Linked DNA regions of Salmo salar: region 2 is linked to region 1. The links are chromatin contacts, called in public Hi-C maps. All regions are on one chromosome and are shown on one strand. The core of a region is the stretch at or near the end of the contact, and the rest is flanking DNA. Distances in the headings are between cores, read along the strand shown.

The links. A called contact is a pair of places that touch in the nucleus more often than the background predicts.
Region 2: a contact with region 1 is called in a Hi-C map of gill, with 4 times the contacts expected there. The contact joins the promoter of LOC106611618 here to the promoter of LOC106611615 in region 1. A contact is called at or near these places in 2 of 3 Hi-C or Micro-C datasets (gill and muscle).

Annotation. Positions count from the first base shown.
Region 1 is chrssa09:64,260,863-64,265,626 of Ssal_v3.1, forward strand. LOC106611615 (AP-1 complex-associated regulatory protein) reads left to right here and starts at 2,477. Exons shown (of 9, transcript XM_014212008.2): 1 at 2,477-2,858; 2 at 3,962-4,010; 3 at 4,124-4,150; 4 at 4,305-4,330; 5 at 4,425-4,521. The coding sequence starts at 2,788.
Region 2 is chrssa09:64,592,583-64,597,703 of Ssal_v3.1, forward strand. LOC106611618 (polycomb group RING finger protein 1) reads right to left here and starts at 2,621. Exons shown (of 9, transcript XM_014212012.2): 1 at 2,460-2,621; 2 at 1,398-1,503; 3 at 449-601; 4 at 117-188; 5 at 1. The coding sequence starts at 2,546.

The sequences.
Region 1 (4,764 bases), core at 1,227-3,726:
CTTTTGAGGTGTGAGTCTTTACCCGACAAAGTCATACTAGAAAACTGTTAGAGCTTTTGTGCCATATGCACTGCGTTCAATATTTATGGCCATGTCACAGCAGTTTGTAGGAGGGAGATTCCAAGATGTGGGAAGTGTGCAGGAGGGCATGGTATAGAGCATTATGTAGTTTCATGGATAAAGTTGTGTGTGTCAACTGTAGGGGTGCCCATGTTGCTGGGGGGGACCGGAAGTGTCCGGTACGAGGCAGGTTGAGGTGGCTAGAGTCAGAGTAGTGCAAAAGGTGTTGTATGATGAGGCAGAGAAGAAAGTAGAGAAGGATGGGTTAAGGGTGAGGGATCCTGAGAGTAGTAGATCTGTGTCAGCACAGAGGGATAGGCCAACGATTGATATATGCTTCAGTAAGGTTGGCTTCTTAGCGTTCATAGCAGTGGTTATCGACTCTATCGCAGAAATAGAACGTAAGTCACAGAAAATAGATGTTGTGGTGGCAGCTGCAGGGAAGTATTTGGGTATACGATATTTGACTTCAGAAGAGTTACAGGGTGTGTTTAGTGGTGGTATCCCATCCTCCCAGGCCGTTGGTGCAGGAGCAAGTAGGGTAAAAGTAGTGGAATGGGGTAGTTGGTTTCTAATAAGGGTAGGGTAATTACAAATATTTTTCCTGTTTCCCTTTTTACCATTTTGTATCACAAAGTGTAATGGATTTATACTATAGTTCAGTTGGGGGCGGTAATGCAACATATTGGATGCCAACCTCCGTTAAACTCCACAGAAGAAGAAGAAGAAGAAGATTCTATAGAGATTCAGAATGGTGAAAAAAATGCATTATGATGGCAAATAAAGAGCCACTCTACCAGTGGTGTAAAGTACTTACGTAAAAAATATTTGAAAGTACTACTTCAGTACTTTACTTTACTATTTATATTTTTGACTACTTTTACTTTACCACATTCTTAAAGAAAATAATGTACTTTTTACTCCATACATTTTCCCTGACACCCAAAAGTATTAGTTACATTTTGAAATGCTTAGCAGGACAGGAAAATGGTACAATTCACACCATTAATAAGAGAACATCGCTGGTCATCCCTACTGCCTCTGATCTGGCGGACTCATTAAACACACATGCTTCATTTGTAAATTATGTCTGAGTGTTGGAGTGTGTCCCTGGCTATCCGTAAATAACAAAAAAACATGAAAAAGGTACCTTCTGACTTGCTTAATATAAGGAATTAGAAATTATGTATACTTTGACTTTTAATGCTTAAGTATATTTTATCAGTTACATTTACTTTGATACTTAAGTATATTTTAAAGCAAATACTTTTAGACTTTTACTCAAGTAGTATTTTACTGGGCGACTTTCACTTTTACTTGAGTCATTTTCTATTAACGTATCTTTACTTTTACTCAAGTATGACAACTGGGTACTTTTTCCACCACTGCACTCTACAAATTAGCACTAACCCAAACAGGTCTATATTAGATAGGACAAAATATGTTACAACTTTCCTCAGTCTCCCCTTACTAATACTAAGCATGCAACTTTCACACAATTTCCCCCTCTTCTCTACCAGCAAATCAAGGAAATTCAAACAAAGTTTGAGGATAAAGTAAGTGATAAGATATTAAGGTGACATGAAAGGAGTGCGGATATTTGGACTGGCGAAGCGGTTTTATCTGCTGACTGAATGGGAGATGATAATTATGAGTTTTTTTTATTCTCCTGGTCTCGGGAAAAAATTAAGAGTCCTCGTTGTCTCAGACGGTGTAAACATTTATCCAAGACCGAGACACTCAATGTGGTCTGGAAACCGGACTTGAGTACTACAACACTGCCCAGTTGTCTTAAAAGCACCATTTAGGTCTACATCCCAGAGTTCCCAAATGTTGACCTCTGATGTCACCTACTAAGGAAATTACCACAATAACAACAACAAAACATTATTTACGACTTCACAACTGGTATTACCACCATCCCTTCACTTGGCTCTGAATGCAATATATGCACTAAACTTAGAAGCCCAGGCTTCTCATGTACTAGATTTGGAAGGTCACAGGTAGGCTTACCCCCCAAAATCTCCTTGAGCGGCAACTTCAAAGTCCACTACCAATCTATACTTTTAAAGATGTCAATTTTTTATGCTTACCGTGTACATATGTTTATCATTGAGTGTTGAAATTATAATCTACCAAATTGCGCCAAGGGAACAATGTGTCAATGGAGAAAATAATGTTTTAAAATATATGTGGGCTACTGTAATGTTGTACAACATATAATATGCGGTCTATGTTTTCATTTATATCAGTCCTATGTAGAACTACAGAGGATGGTGAAAAAGCCACCCAAAAAGTTGTTGATCTTACAAAAATAATGGTGGGCCTAGGAGTTTCTTGTTGTCTCAAAACAGTGTTTTTGCATCTGAAGCGTGCACATTTCGTTTGAGCCAGGTTAGATTCCGTAGCTAAACATGGGTCACGTGCCTAGAACGAGGAAAAGGAAGTATTGACTGAGACTTCAAAAAAAACCACGGCTGTTGCTAGCCACATTTTTCTGATTAATGTTCAACAGGCTTCTGTATATAAAAATATAGACTGTATCACGATGAGCTGTTGTGCATTGGGTGTCATGTCACCCTTTAATTTTAAGAGCTAGCTAATGTCCGCGGCGACGGGTTGAAGATTTTAGGAATGAAACACCTGTGCTAGCTATCCAACTAATTTCTCAGATTATCCAGGAAGTTAGCACCCAACCCAACGAAGTTGTATTTTTGACAGAATGCGATGGGGAACTGTTGGGCTTATTGTTCTGGGATCTTCAGAAGAGAAGCGAACAGGATAAAACGAGGAGGCGGGTAAGTGATACGCCCTTTACACTAGCGTTGACCAGCCTAGGTTAGCTAACTAGACACAAGTATTCAGTGGGTTGGCAGTCATACAATAACGTTACAATGCAGCGTTAAAACCTCCACGGTGCCCAAGGGTGTATACGTGCCACAGTTGCTTGTCAAACACCTTTCTCTACTAGGTAGTTAGGTTTTTCAGCATCAGCAATCATAGTTTCTAAACCTAGTACCTATACTGTACCGAAGATGTTTATAACTAACCCAAGATAGACCACAGCCTGTCGTTTCCAATGTGAACAAATGAGTCATAGTGGGCAGAGTCAAGCTGGAGCTAGTGAGATCCTATTGGCGCATTCTACCATTTATTTGCACATTTCCATTAGGGAACGCCTGTGAAGTGCGCGTGTGCAATAACTAAATTCGCCCTTGCACTCCTAAAAAACGATATTTTTGGAAACTTTGGCAAGACTAAAGTCTACAGTACATCCGGTGAAATATCTGTCTCATTGTTCAATCTGTAACTCTATTGTCAATACTGAAGCGTTCCTCACCCTGCCTAGTGGTTAGAGCGTTGGGCCAGTAACAGAAAGGTTGCAAGATCGAAATCCCCGAGTTGACAAGGTATAAATCTGTCGTTCTGCCCCTGAACAAAGCAGTTTACTCACTGTTCTTAGGCCGTCATTAAAAATAAGAATTTGTTCTTAACTGACTTGCCTAGTTAAATAAAGGTAAAATAAAACATCGTATGCGTCTTGCCATACAGACACGCATCATTTGTGGGAGTGCATGATGCGTTTCCTTTTAATATTTGATTATGCTTTATTGAATTCTGATTTAAACAAATCTAAAACATTTTGTAGGCAGAATAGTCATTACATCCTTCCTTAGAGGGAAAATCACATTCTGAGGTGACAAATCAAAGTGTATTAGTCGCGTACACAGATTTAAACTGTAGGCTTGATGTTATTGATATCAGTTAGGCTTTAATGTTAGTTTTGATGTCAGGCAGTATATATTCGATTGAAAGAACTAGTTATGACAATCATGTAAAGTCACAGTGACCAAAAGCAGCCTAAATGGATGACAGTGTTTTCATATTTCTGTCCATGCAGGTCAAAATACTTTAGAAGCAGTACTGCTGGGGAACATTACACAATAGAGGTATTGTACTTAGATCTTTCTGGAAGATGACATGTTTCATCATTCATCACTTGGTTTGAAGAAAGAAGGTGATGTAACTACCTAATACTTACATTGCCGTTCTGTCTCCACAGTTTGAAAACCTTGTTGAGAGTGATGAGGTAAGTGTGAACATGTAGACCATATTTGTTTGATTTGAAATAATCCCAAAGGGTGATATTGTCTGAAGATGCACAGAAGACACAATGAGTGTTGTCGTATTGCACATTATTCTTTGCCCACTTTTGGTTTGAAGTTGTCTTATTCTAATTTCAGGCAGAGAGCCCACAAAGCTGTCCCAGGTATGTTTCAAATGCATTTCAGAAGAATAATGTTAATCAGGGCTTGGTGAGTCAAGGTTAGCTTGAGGTAATCTTTGTTTCATTTTGATACCAGGCCTATCAGCGAAGATGAGATCCTCCACCTCAAAGAGCACCGCTATGCTGCAATTTCCAATCAGCAGACCTTGATAGACGAGAAGCTGCAAGCAGAGGTAGGCTTACTCAAGCAACTAGTTTCTTCTCCATCTATGTAAGGTATATAGACCAGAGCCTCTGAAAGGGATGGATACATGCAGATGTAGTTTTACATAGAACCTTTTTTTTTTTTTTTTGCTTATTGATAATTGAAGGTTCAATTCAACAGAATCATTACACTTCCCAAATTCTCATTTATAAGCTTTGCAGTGCCTTTCATGTTGCTAGATAGGCTAAGCATCAACTTATCTTAACTAAGT
Region 2 (5,121 bases), core at 1,371-3,870, 330 kb after region 1:
TCTAGGGGTGACACACACAGATACCATTTCAAATTAATAACATATGACATTGGGGGAAAAGCTGTATATTCACAAAACGTGAAATGTTGTATTTTTTTTTTCCTGTAAAGGCTTACCTTCTCCAGAGAGTTGGACAACTCTCTCAAGCCCACGCGACTGATAGAATTCTTTTATTCGCTTGTCCTCACCTGTTTTCAAAGAACAGAAAACAAAGGACCCTAGAATAAGGACTTTCACATACAAAATCAACCCACGCTAAATGGCTAACAATGTAATGCAGCTTCCTCCTGAAGTTTAACTAAAGCTGTTCCAATTAGGAGTTGAGAGCTATTTTCTCTCCAAAGTACACAGGATAAATAGCGACTGTTCTTTATTCGACTTGTGAAACATCAAAACCAATACTAAAGTACTATGTAACAAAAATGAGAACAAGTATTAGCCTACTTACTTTCTTGAAGTCCTGGAACCAGTTTGTAGACAATGTCTTGCATCACTCTATCCAATTTCAGGTTCAGTAAAGGCTGTGTTTCGTGGATCTTTATGTTGCACATTGGACAATACTTGCTGGTTTGGAGGTATTTCACAATACAACTTTTACAGACTGAAATAGAAGCAGAAGAGACATTAACCATTAATGTTATTTAATAATAACATTAAAATGTACTATACAACTGTATGCATTCACAGGCAATAAGTAGGCTAGGACCAATGATTAATATATACACTAGATGACTGACATGAAGCGCTGTTATGAAGCCACTGCACCTCCATCTAGCACTCCCTCACCATTGTAAAACATTTTGAATTCTATAGAAATGCATTTGTTAATGTTTACATTCATTTTTGCCACATTTATTCTATTACAGACACCTTAATCCATACTTACGTGAGCCATCCTTAAAGTATAATTTTTGTAAAGTTCTAATGTTACTGTCCCCACTGCAACAACAAATACTTAAAGGGATAGTTCGGGATTGGATACCATTTGTATGTTTCAGGGTCCAGTATGAAGGAAGTTAATAGTAGTTGCAGTAACGGCTGGAAGTCTATGGCCATCTTCAGCGCAATGGCTGAGGCTAGTTAGCATTGGCTTGCGAAAATGCCTCCAACTTCCTTCATACTTGAAACAGAGACATCAAAATGGTGTCCACAAGTTCATTGGACTCTGGGGAAGTAAATAACATCTAGAAGTATCCCTTTAATTGTTTCAAGGACAAAATGTAATTTATTTAATGTTTATTTATTTTTATTTATTTAATTCCTATGCAGGACAACTTCTTCTGGAGAGTGCCAATAAGGCATCAGTAATCCAGGGTTTATACACGTCTGTAACAGTTTGCCCATTTCTCAGAGGGCAAGAAGCCAAAACATTGAAAACACAGGCTGGGCCCACTTACATGTATGCAGACACTCTGTAATAGTTGTGGCATCGATGAAGTACCCAGCACAGAGATAGCACACTATGTGCTCGTTCAGGTCTTTGATCTTCAACTTGACTTCCTCCTTCAACAATAATAAGTTGCTATTGAAATCTCGAGTAGAAAGTATACCTGCATTTTCTAGATTTTTTTTTCTGAGCAGCAACAATGTACCATTAATGTCAAAAACAAGCTAGAATGTTTACATTCTAGAGTAGACAAAATGATGAGTTCATTCGAATAACAATATGATGATTGCTCTTTTCCACTAGGTTGATATTTCTAACTTTGGGGATTTGTTTCGCATTGTTAGTTCTTACTGAACTGTTGGAGCTAGAAACATAGGCATTTCGCTGGACCTGCGATAACATCTGCAAAATATGTGTAGTATGTAAACAATACACACACACACACACACACACACACACACATATATATATATATAAGCAGGTTGGCGTGTCAGGTGTCTGCAACATTGTAGCGGAGTAAGCAGAGTATCTATTATGCTAACATAAGCTAACACAATGTCAATAATAACAGGGTAGAATCTATACGTTCTTTATTTGTAAGTTATCGCTAGCAACCCAGTACGCTACACATGGAATTGCAAATAAAAGGACACAGGTAAGACACATATTAGTCACTTTACAAGCAAGGTTCGATAAGTCCGTCACCAGAAGCTACCTAGCCTAGCAAACACAATTAGCTAGTTATCTATAAACTAATTTTCATTCATCCAAAACGCAAATGCGTCTTTTAACTAATAGTGTAGACCGTTACAGGTGTGAAACCGGGGAGTTAACGGTACACATTTGCACGAAGGACCTTGCAGTAGCTGCCCAGAAAACACGGGTAGACTCTTCCACACACGCCTGCGCACACGTAGGCAGCTCTCTCTCCATCACTTTGGTGACAGGAGGAAGCGCTCGCATTGCTGCTTTTCCTCGTCGTAGTTATGTAGCTAGATTCAGCTCTAATTAACTTAAACAATTCTTACTGGTCTTGTCGCGTCTATAGAGTCCGAAACTAATTTGTACCTACCTCATTTCGTAAAGGGTCGAGCTTATATACGGACTGGAATTGATTTCTTAGCCGCATAGCTATCGCCATTGGCCCTTGCTCAGCCATCTTTAAAAATGCTGCTTATTTCCGGGTGGAAGAGCATCAAAGATGGTGGATTTATGAAGATGTCCCACTCAGGCCGTTTACCACTGGGCGACTTCCATTATGCTGAGCTGCAGGGCACGGGTCTATGGCCTGTGACGCGAAAGGGCAAAAGCGGTGAGGGAGGAGCGCCCTTCTAAAACCGAACAGTAATCTGCGCCGCTCGGACATATTGTCAACCAGGCTGCATGGTGGATAGTCCAGAAACAACATATATATCTTTTTAATAAAATATAGCTTATGGTTGAATTTTCATTGGGAATCCAAATAAAGCCTTTTTTTGCTTGGGAAAACACAGAATCGTACTCATTACACAACCGCTTAGTTACGTCCAGGGACAGACTGGGACAACAATTCGTTTTTCTCAACTTTTACTGTACCTATGACAGGCGAAACATGATTTTTAACAGCTCGTTTTAACCAGCTCATGTTTAAGACAAATACAACATGTAAAAACTGTCTGTTTCCTCCCTGTTGTGCTGTCTATCTCTGCTGTCACTCTGTCTCTGCTTCTCCTTGTTCTCCTTTATTGTCACTGTCACTCTTGTCTGTGAGCGAAACCTCTAACTCCGCCTCTGCCCAGTCAGACTAACTCATGGATACCATTTTTATGTCTCTGCGTGTAGTTTGGAGATTGTTGAAGTTTGCATATTGTTAGCTTAGCACAATTACTGGAAATCTCCCGGGAACAGTAGCCAGCTCATCTCAAAGCAGAGAAATATACCTTCTAACTAACCCAAGGGTGTCAAACTCCTTCCATGGACTAGGCGCTAGTGTCTGCTGGTTTTTGTTTTGTCCTTTCAATTAAGACCTAGACAACCTTGTGAGGGGGGTTCCTTACTAATCAGTGACCTTAATTCATCAATCAAGTATAGACAGGTTGGTTGTTTAGCAACAAAACCGACGTGTGTGCCACAGGAGATTGGTGGCACTTTAATTGGGGTGGATGGCCTCGTGGTAATGGCTGGAGTGGAATTTGTGCAATAGGATCAAATACATCCAACACATGTTTTCCATGTGTTTGATGCCATTCCATTCGCTCCGTTCCAGACATTATTATGAGCTGTCCGCCCCTCAGCAGCCTCCACTGGTGTGCGCAACTATGGGGCAAAACAGAACAGGGTTGGCTTCGATTGTTGACAACATGTAAACTATATTTAGTCTCCAATGGTTATTCAAAAGCATAAATACATTTGCACAATGAGCACTTATTGTCTCTCAAATACATCGTTACAGTTGTTGTTTAGCTAGCTAGCTAATTTTAGCCATATTAGCATAGTCGTGAGATCAGTCAAAACACCTCAAAACAAGACATGGTATCAAAAACAAGATAAAACTAGCTGAAACGAGCCACCAACAATTCCCCACATGGCAGCCTCTTGTCATTGTTGCTAGCTATCTGGCCATCCAGAACATAGAGCTGGAAAGAGGCCTCATCATTGTATCCGTGCCATTATGGCATCTGTTACAGCATGGTAAGCGCCATTGAGGCTATCTCCATTTTAAAGTATTCAATTTTCTTCTTCACGATTGGCTGATCCCTCCTGATGACCCAGTTGGACATGATTCCAACAGGGTCAGCAGGAAGGATCAGCCAATGAAGTTGGAATACAGCCTTATGGCCACTAGAGGCCTCTATTGTTATCTGTGATCCTGAATCACAACAGCACACAGACGTTACGCCCGCATTGTAGCATGCGCATCGTTTTCGTGAAGTTGTCAGCTAACCAGTCTATAAGGAGGAGCGAAAACCTGCAGTCACTCGGCCCTCCGTGGAATGAGTTTGTCTGACTCTAGGTAAGTAGAAAAACAACCAAAATCTTGAAATCTCGCAGTATCCCTTTAAAAAACTTATTCGGGATTGGTGTCCCTTCCCCGGGACGGTTGAGCTAATGTAGGCTAATGTGATTAGCACGAGGGTGTAAGTAACAAGAACATTTCCCAGGGCATAGACATATCAGATATTAGCAGAAAGCTTAAATTCTTGTTAATCTAACTGCACTGTCTACTTTACAGTAGCTATTACAGTGAAAGAATACCATGCTATTGTTTGAGGAGAGTGCACAATTTTGAACATGAAAAGTTGTTACTAAACAAATTAGGCACATTTGGGCAGTCTTGATACAAAATGTTGAACGGAAATGCAATGGTTCATTGGATCAGTCTAAAACGGTGCACATACACTGCTGCCACCTAGTGGCCAACATCTACATTGCACATGGGATGGAATAATATATTATGGCCTTTCTCTTGCATTTTAAAGATGATGGTACAAAAAATACAGAAGAATGTTTTTTTTTTTCTTTGTATTATCTTTTACCAGATCTATTGTGTTATATTCTCCTACATTCCTTTCACATTTCCACAAACTTCAAAGTGTTTCCTTTCAAATGGTAGCAAGAATATGCATATCCTTGCTTCAGGGCCTGAGCTACAGGCAGTTAGATTTGGGTAAGTAATTTTAGGCGAAAATTGAAAAAGGTACGATCCTTAAGAGGATTTATTAAGGGTTGGCACTCTCGTAGGCACCAATGCCTTT